Linked DNA regions of Oryctolagus cuniculus: region 1 is linked to region 2. Evidence: chromatin contacts called from public Hi-C data. All regions are on one chromosome and are shown on one strand. The core of a region is the stretch at or near the end of the contact, and the rest is flanking DNA. Distances in the headings are between cores, read along the strand shown.

Region 1 (4,054 bases), core at 1,522-4,021, 440 kb before region 2:
AGCAATGCTGTTAGCCTAGGACCCAAAGTTTAAAACAAAATGTATTCAGAAAACTCCCTATACACATGAAATATTTGCCCTATTTTCCACAATAACTTCATTTCAAAGCAAACCATATTATCCTATTTTATGTACACCTGACCCTCCTCTCTGAAATTTCAGAAGGGTTCAGATGTAAGCTCTAAGAAAAGGTCTCTTTTACTTCCTTAGGTTAACTGCAAATACAGCTGTTCTTTTGCTATTTGATTTGTTTTGCTTTACATTTCTACTCCCACTGTCTGGCGTTATTGTCTATTTTTTAAAAAGATTTATTTATCATTATTTATTTGAAAGGCAGAGTTACAGAGAGGCAGAGGCAGAGTTGGAAAGGTTTTCCATCTGCTGGTTCTCTCCCTAGATGGTTGCAACTGCCAGAGCTGTGCCGATCCGAAGCCAGGAGTCAGGAGCTTCTTCTGGGCCTCCCACATGGGCTCTAGGGCTCAAGGACTTGGGCCATCTTCTACAGCTTTCCCAGATCATAGCAGAGAATTTTACCAGAAGTGGAGCAGCCGGGACTCGAACCAGCACCCACATGGAATGCCTGCACTGCAGGCGGCAGCTTTATCTGTTACATCACAGCTACCACAGGCTGGCCCCATCGTCTATTTTTTTTTAAAGATCATTTATTTAGTTGAATGGCAGTGAGAGAGAGAGAGAAGAGAGAGGAGAGAGAGAAGAGAGAGAAGAGAGAGAAGAGAGAGAAGAGAGAGGAGAGAGAGGAGAGAGGAGAGAGAGAGCTTCTATCCCCGTGTTCACTTCCCAAATGACTACAACAGCTAGGTCTGGGCCAGACTGGAGCCAGGAGCCAGGAACTCCTTCCTGGTGCCACACCCCCACCCACCCCCCCTGAACTCACACAGGTGGCAGCAGCCCAAATACTTGGGCCGTAGTCCACTGACTTTCCAGGTGCACTAGCAGGAATCTGACTCGTAAGTGGAGCAGATGAGGCTCCCTGATATGGCAAGTGGTGGCCTAACCCTCTGTGCCACAACACTGCCCCCTAGTGCTACTGTCTTAACGGCACCTGCAATAAGTGTGAGCAGACATTTCTATGAGAACTCTGCAGTCTAGACATCTTGTGGTTGACATAAAGGAATACAGAAGTAAAATCACCTCTACTAGAATGTCGACTGCAGGGATGTTTGACGCTCAAGGACCACAGCAATGATATCATCAGCAACATAGAGTCTACTAAAGCAGCTCTGTGGGTTGGCTGTCTACTAAATAACACCAAGCTGATGCACTTGTTTTGCTGTCTGATTACTACAGCCTATATGTATCCCTCTTGGCCACCAGCTTGCTACCGTGTGAATGTGTCCCCCAAAGTTCATGTGCTGGAAACTGAACCCTCAAAGCACCAGTGCAGAGAGGTGAGATCTTTAACAGGTTATTAGGCCACAAAGGCCCTGCCCTCATAAATGGATTAATGTTTTAATTGCAAGAGTGGGTTTGTCCTAAAAGTGAATTCAGGCCTCCCTTATTCTGTCTTGCCCTGTGATACCCTCGCCCATGTTATGACCCAGCCAGAGATGCTTACCAGATGCAGCTCCTCAATCTGGGGCTTCCCAGTCTCCCAGAGTCCATATATTTCTACCCTTTATAAATTACTGAGTGCCAGGTGTTCTGTTACAGAGGCAAGCAATGGGTGGCATGCAGCTGTTTCTTTAAAAGACAATTAATTAGGCCGGCGCCGTGGCTCACTTGGCTAATCCTCTGCCTTGCGACACCGGCACACCGGGTTCTAGTACCGCTCGGGGCGCAGGATTCTGTCCCGGTTGCCCCTCTTCCAGGCCAGCTCTCTGCTGTGGCCAGGGAGTGCAGTGGAGGATGGCCCAAGTCCTTAGGCCCTGCACCCCATGGGAGACCAGGAGAAGCACCTGGCTCCTGCCATCGGATCAGCGTGGTGCACCGGCCGCAGTGCGCCAGCTGTGGCGGCCATTGGAGGGTGAACCAACGGCAAAGGAAGACCTTTCTCTCTGTCTCTCTCTCTCTCTCTCACTGTCCACTCTGCCTGTCAAAAAAAAAAAAAAAAGACAATTAATTGATCCACATATAGAAATAAGAAACTTTAACTTAGAATATTAGATAGTGCAGGTTTTTATGACCTGTGTAAGAACACGAATCAAGGAATGATTGAGGGGCTCTTCGATTTGTACAATTGGAGCATGTATGTGTCAGGCAGGAAGACCATGCTGTGGTAACAGTTAGCCCCGAATCTTTGTGATTCACAAGCAACAGAGAAGAAGATGAGATGGTGAAAGCCTCTGCCTCACATTGTCCTCGGAGCCTGACGCCACTTCTATCCCCTGGAACAAGACAGGGAAGAAACATGGGCAAGGCATGCCTCGTTTTGGACCCAGAATGGCACCTGCTACTTCTCTTCATTCCAGGAATTTAGAGCAAGGAAGCGTTAATAGTTTTAGGCAACCCCTTCCATCCTAATCTGAAGTTGTGACAAGATACTTCATGGTGGAATAAGAAATGCAACTAAGAAAAAGGGCTTTTAGGTCATTGGGACAATAATCATCATGGCATCATGGGATTCCCAGAAAACTGTTCTTTTTTCTCTAACACTGATGTCTTCCCTCCATTGTAACAACAGGACCGAGAATACCTCTGGGCAGTTTCAGAGTGATGCCAGCGTCACAGCGATCTTACACAGGGACTGTGTCCATTTTGGCTGTTCAGAAGCATTTCCCCTTTGTGCATACTTCTCAGTTCTCAGTTGTGCAACGTGTGACACAGAGAAAACGACCAGATATAACAGGTGACAAACAGGGTAGCAACCACGACAACTGCGCCAACACATTTCTGTACCAGGTCCAAGAAAGAGCTGCTGAGTGAGTGCACAGGGAACTCAAAGGCCCTGCTGAAGGTAGCCAGGCAGAGTACAGTGAAGGACTAGGTTTGCCACGAGACATGAGGGCCCAGTGGCCAGTTCTAGAAGGTCTGTAGGGCCAGCACGGGCCTGAGACAGAGATTCTGCCCAGAGGTTAATTACCGCTTCTTCTCACCAATCTCTGCCCTCTCACCTGCCCCAACACTGTCCCTCTACAGCATGACCTTCCACTGGTGACTGGGCCAGGCCGAAGCCAGGAACCAAGAACTCTCTCCAGGTCTCCCACTTGGGTGGCAGGGCCCCAAGCACTTGGGCCACCTTTCACTGCCTTCTAGGTGCATTGGTAGGAAGCTGGGTTGGAAGTGGAGCAGCCAGGACTCAAGCCAGCACTCTCATAAGGGATCCTGGTGTTGACAGCAAGTGTGGGCTTAACCCACTGTGCCAACCTGACATGATGAGCCACTGGGAAGCTGTGCAAGTCCTGGGGTGTCCAAAGGCCTTGAACAAGCACCTTTCCCAGCAAGCTATACACATGGCCATCATTTCCTGTGTGGGCTTGTGAAAAAGATTAGGGCATAATTCCCCACAGCGCTGCTGTTCCCTCTTGTCAACTACTTGCAGGAGTCTTGAACCAGAGATGTCTTGGGTGTGTTCGTTTACAGGTCCTCCAAAAAGAGGACCATGGTGACTTTTTAAAAAAATATATTTATTTATTTGAAAGGCAGAGTAACAGAGAGCAGAGGCAAAGAGAAAGAGAGAGAGAGAGAAGAGATCTTTCATCTGCTGGTTCACTCCCCAGATGGCTGCAACAGCTGGAGCTGCACCGATCCAAAGCCAGGAGCTTATTCAAGGTCTCCTACATGGGTACAGGGGCCCAAGGACTTGGGCCATCTTCTGCTGCTTTCCCAGGCCACAACAGAGAGCTGGATTGGAAGTGGAGCAGCCAGGATTTGAACCGGCACCCACATGGGATGCCGGCACCTCAGGTGGCAGCTTTACCCACTCTGCCGAGCGTCAGCTCCAGACCATGGTGCTTTGTTCAATGGCATTGGATGCCTACATTCCGTTGTACCTCTAGACTCTGGCTGTAGCGCTCATATCCATCAGCTGCCAGAACAAAGTGCCAGAAACTAGAGGGCTTAAACCACAGGAATTTTATTGTCTTACATTTCTGGA
Region 2 (4,218 bases), core at 289-2,788:
CACAAAGCCATGAGATTTTACCACTGAAGAATTCCAGGTTACCATGAACCTGCCCTTATGTTAAAATAACTATACTTATGAAAGAGCACATCTGAATGACCACAAGTTGCAATGGCAAAAAATGAGGACAATAAATTGGTAGAGGTTCTATTCCAGGGAATGACTCTAAACATATTGCAAAAATGCTTGTTCTACAATCATACTCTCCTCTTCAAAAATAAACCAGTGTGCAGTCCTTACAACGCCAGCCATGCGATGTTGTCACAGATGTGTGCCAGATTCTGCACGGGACATAACTTGGCTGTGAAGAAAACCCGCAGAGTTTATCGGTATCTTAGGCAGCAAAGAAAGCCTCATGTTTGTGTGCGAGTGTCTTAGCAAATCCGAGTCACGTCTTGAAAGGGTTAACTAGCCCAGCACCAGGTGCTTTCTTTCCACTGTCCAGAGTAATTTAAGCACGCATCAAGTTATCTTCTCCTCAAGCCAGCTTAGGAGACTTGTCACTGCCATTTACACAGTGCAGCTCCGGATCTCACGACAATAGGAGGGCACCAGGCCGGGCAGGGCAGCCACCGGGCTCCCACAGCTGGCATGCGCTTTGTTGCCAAATTGTGAGCTCCGCCGGGGGATGGGGATAAGCGTGAGCCAAGGGTAATTTAATTATATTTCAAATCTGTATGCTTTCAAAGAAAGTACAAGCGAGGGAGCCACTGGAGGGGATAACCCCAAACAAACTTTCAGAGCCATGGAATCTGCATACCTTGCAGTTCACTCCCAGCCAGGGATGAGGAGATACTGGTATTTCCAAAGTATTTGGCACGGAAATCAGAGATGGGGCAAGCAGCGGTGGCGGAGGAGAGCCCCGGTGCCTCGCCGACCCACTCCTCCACAGACACCCGCCGGCGCGCCTCCGGGGCCCAGCCCGGCTACGCAGCGCAGTCGGCTTCGCCCGGCCCGGAGCTCAGGGCGGGCAGGGCGCCCCCGCCTCCCCGGAACCCCGGCCCGGTCCGTCAGGGCCAGCGAAGCCCCCATGCCGGGCTAGACGGAGATGAGGGCAGGGCGGGGAGGCTGCAGGAGCAGATCCGGCTTCGCTCCGCCCGCGCGCGGCTTAGGCATTGTCCACTGACGGAGCGCAGCGCGGCCACCAGACCCGGACCCCGAACCTGCAGCAGCACTCTGACCCCCAGTCTTACCTCGGCCGTGCTCCCTGGCTCGGGGCGGCGCGGGCCAAGCCGGCGGTCAGGCTTCCAGAGACGGCGAGGAGGGACGGTCTGGGCCCGAGAAGGACCGAGGGCCGAGGGCGGGCTGCTGGGGCCGCCGAGTCCTCACCGCCGCCAACGCCGCCGTGGGGCTGCGGGCAAGGAGCAGGGAGGGTTGGCCAAGCCGGCCCAGGACGCGCGGCCGCGCAGGGCCCAGCTGCTGGCGGTGGCCGCGATGGTTCGGTCTGCACCGAGTGGGAGGGCTCCGGCAGGCTCCGCCGGAGAGCGAGGGAGGGAACTTGCAGGGAGTTGCTGCGACCGAGAGCGCGTGTCGCTGACCGAAGGGGACACGCCCCTCCAACGCCCCGCCCAGCTTCTGCCCCGCCCCGTCTCACCTGCCCCGCCCAAGCCCCGTCCCGCCACCCCTACCGCCTTCCCGCACCTGCCCCCAGGTGAAGGCTCCCCTAGATCAGAGCCTAGGACCCCAGTTCAGGCCGCGTGACTCTCGCGACCTGGAGTTTGTGTCCTCAGTGTGATAATCCACTTGGTAGCCAACCCATACCGACCATTGTGGCTCTGGGCACCATTCTCGGTTTGCTAACTTTCAAATACTTAAATGGACTATTGCAATATTATTTATAGGCTGCGTTTCTGGAAGTGTTTTCTACATGTTTGTGTAGAATAGAATAAAATAGTAATCCTCAGGCCTGATGTACTGCCCTTAGACTGTGGGCCAGCTGATGTTTCAAATTAAGTAAATGGAGTGCATCACTAGTCATCTCATAATATTTCCTTAACACGTTTAGAATTTTTAAAAACTATTTGCTTAATAACTTGGTTGGTTTTCTTCAGGGAGGCTATCTTGCTTTAGGAAGACTAAACACAGTTTTGCTACTGGGAGCTCTAAAATATGAAATCCGTTTTTACCAAAATGACTGGATTTAAGTGAAATAGGGACTCACCATAATTCCTTCTCAAAAATATTTAGCAAATATTTTCTCTAAACTTTAGAAAACATTGGAAATACAATCGCATACACCACATTTTCTCAACAAGGCTATCTACACATACAGGTACTTAAATGGTTGTGAGTACTGTTTCTTTTGAATTCAGAAATTATCAAATAAATAAAGGTCAGACCTCTGCAATAGAGTTTTGGCCATTTACAAGATTACCACATTAAAAGGCGACATAACACTGCGTTTTCAGTGCAAGTTTCCTTTGGTATCCTAATGCATTGTTTGTGATCACAGATATGTGTGGGGAGCAAACCGGACTAGACTGAGTTACTGGAATTAAGACTTATTCTATGCATCTGCTCTCCCACAATATGGCGCTGGGAGAGAAGTAAACAGCTTCCGCACAGCTGCCTCCAGTTCAACCAATAAACTGTAGGACTTGCTACTGATTGGAGGAGAGCAGCGTACTCGGCATGTGGGCAGCCGAGTTGGGATTGGCGGAGGAGGACTATAAAGGAGGAGAGAGACGGCATGCACCAGGAACATCTATGGGGAACATCTAAGGGAACCCGTGCAGCCCCCGAGAGAACCGGCCGGCGGTGTGCCGCTCCCCTGCGGAAGTGGGGAATGTGGCCAGGGGGAACTGCCCTTCCACGGAGGTGGAAGGGATAGTAGCCAACCCGGGAAGAACCAGCAGCAAACCCGGGGAGGGCCGAGCAGACGAAAGAACAGCGCAGGGTCCTGTGTCGTTCCTCCACGAAGAGGGGGAGCGACATAATGGTGCCGTGACTCGGATATGAAGCCTAGGCAGGGTTTAGTGTCATTCCTCCGTGAAGAGGGGGAGCGACAGATATGCTGTGATCTCCAGTAACTCCAAGAGTCATTTAACAATAGAAAACGGTTAGTTTTCATCAGTTCCCTAGCAAATGGAACCAGCTTCTCTCCGTCAAAGTGGGGCTTAAAACACACCACACACACACACACACACACACACACACAAGAAAACATTACCTCATCCTCTTCCTTTTGGGAATGCTCCCTCCCATTGGGTGGGACTGGAACATAGAACTTCGGCTTGCTTGTGGCATGTGAGGAGGCCAGCCAATCAGAATGCATGTCAACCCCTGGGCACAAAGACAGGGGTGAGAAGGATATATGAGTCCTCAGGAAAATGGGGGTCCTATTTCCAGACTAGTACGGACACACTGCTCAGCCCAAGCTAGTATAAGCCTGCAGCAGCTGGAGGGTGCCCTCGAGGGAAGCCAAGCAAACCAGAAGTAAACCTGACAGAGTCCCTGCTGAAATCAATATGATGTCTTTGTTTAAGAATGATTTATTTATTTGTGTGTTTATTGGAAAGGTGAAGTGACCTACGAGAGAGAGCAAGAGAAAAGACAGAGAGAGAGAGAGAGAGAGCGCACTTCCGTCCACTGGTTCACTCCCCAAATGGCTGTCACAGCTGGGGCTGAGCCAGGACAAAGCAGGAGCCCAGAACTCTATCCCTGTCTCCCATGTGGATGACAGGTGTGCTCATACTTGAGCCGTCATTCGCTGCCTTCTCAGGCACATGAGCCAGGAGCCAGATCAGAAGCAGTGTAGCTGGGACTGACACCGGAGCCCAGATACAGGTTGCTGGCATTGCAAACAGCAGTTCAATCTGCTGCACCGTAATACCAGCCCCCTAAGTTGTCTTGCTTGTGTACAGTATTTTGAGTTAGATTTCTTTTCAAATTGTTTATTTATAAAGTCATAGGAGATTTCTCTATGGTCCAGGATTTGATCATTGGGAATATAACCAGAGAGTTCCAGCTTTTCTATTGCTTTAATTACTTTCCGATAATAAAGTGTAGGCTAAGAAGGTCATTTAGTAAGAAGTCCTAACTGTTGGTAGGATTCAGGTTCTCATGTAGAGTATTACTCATTCCCAATGTAGATTGAATATCCCCACTTCCTCACCAATGCCAAAACCCAGTAAACCGTGTGGTCAGAGAACCAGAGAGAAAACAATATAACATCAAAACGCAAAATTCCCCGTCAATTTTTTTCTTATCAATTACTCC

Evidence for each region. Hi-C and Micro-C count contacts between places; a contact is called where the count stands out from the background.
Region 1: a contact with region 2 is called in a Hi-C map of an unstated tissue, with 3 times the contacts expected there. The contact joins the enhancer-like site here to the promoter of FAM110B in region 2. A contact is called at or near these places in 4 of 6 Hi-C or Micro-C datasets (ear pinna, liver, psoas muscle and 1 more).

What each region holds. Positions count from the first base shown.
Region 1 is chr6:83,563,083-83,567,136 of mOryCun1.1, reverse strand. No RefSeq gene overlaps it. Among named protein-coding and RNA genes, the nearest start is that of UBXN2B, 11 kb to the left of the region's middle. Within about 2 kb of position 2,771, at least 1 of the 8 cell types and tissues checked has an H3K27ac peak or open chromatin away from gene starts, as enhancers often do.
Region 2 is chr6:83,117,706-83,121,923 of mOryCun1.1, reverse strand. It overlaps FAM110B (family with sequence similarity 110 member B), which reads right to left and starts at 1,538. Exons shown (of 6, transcript XM_051844496.2): 1 at 1,194-1,538.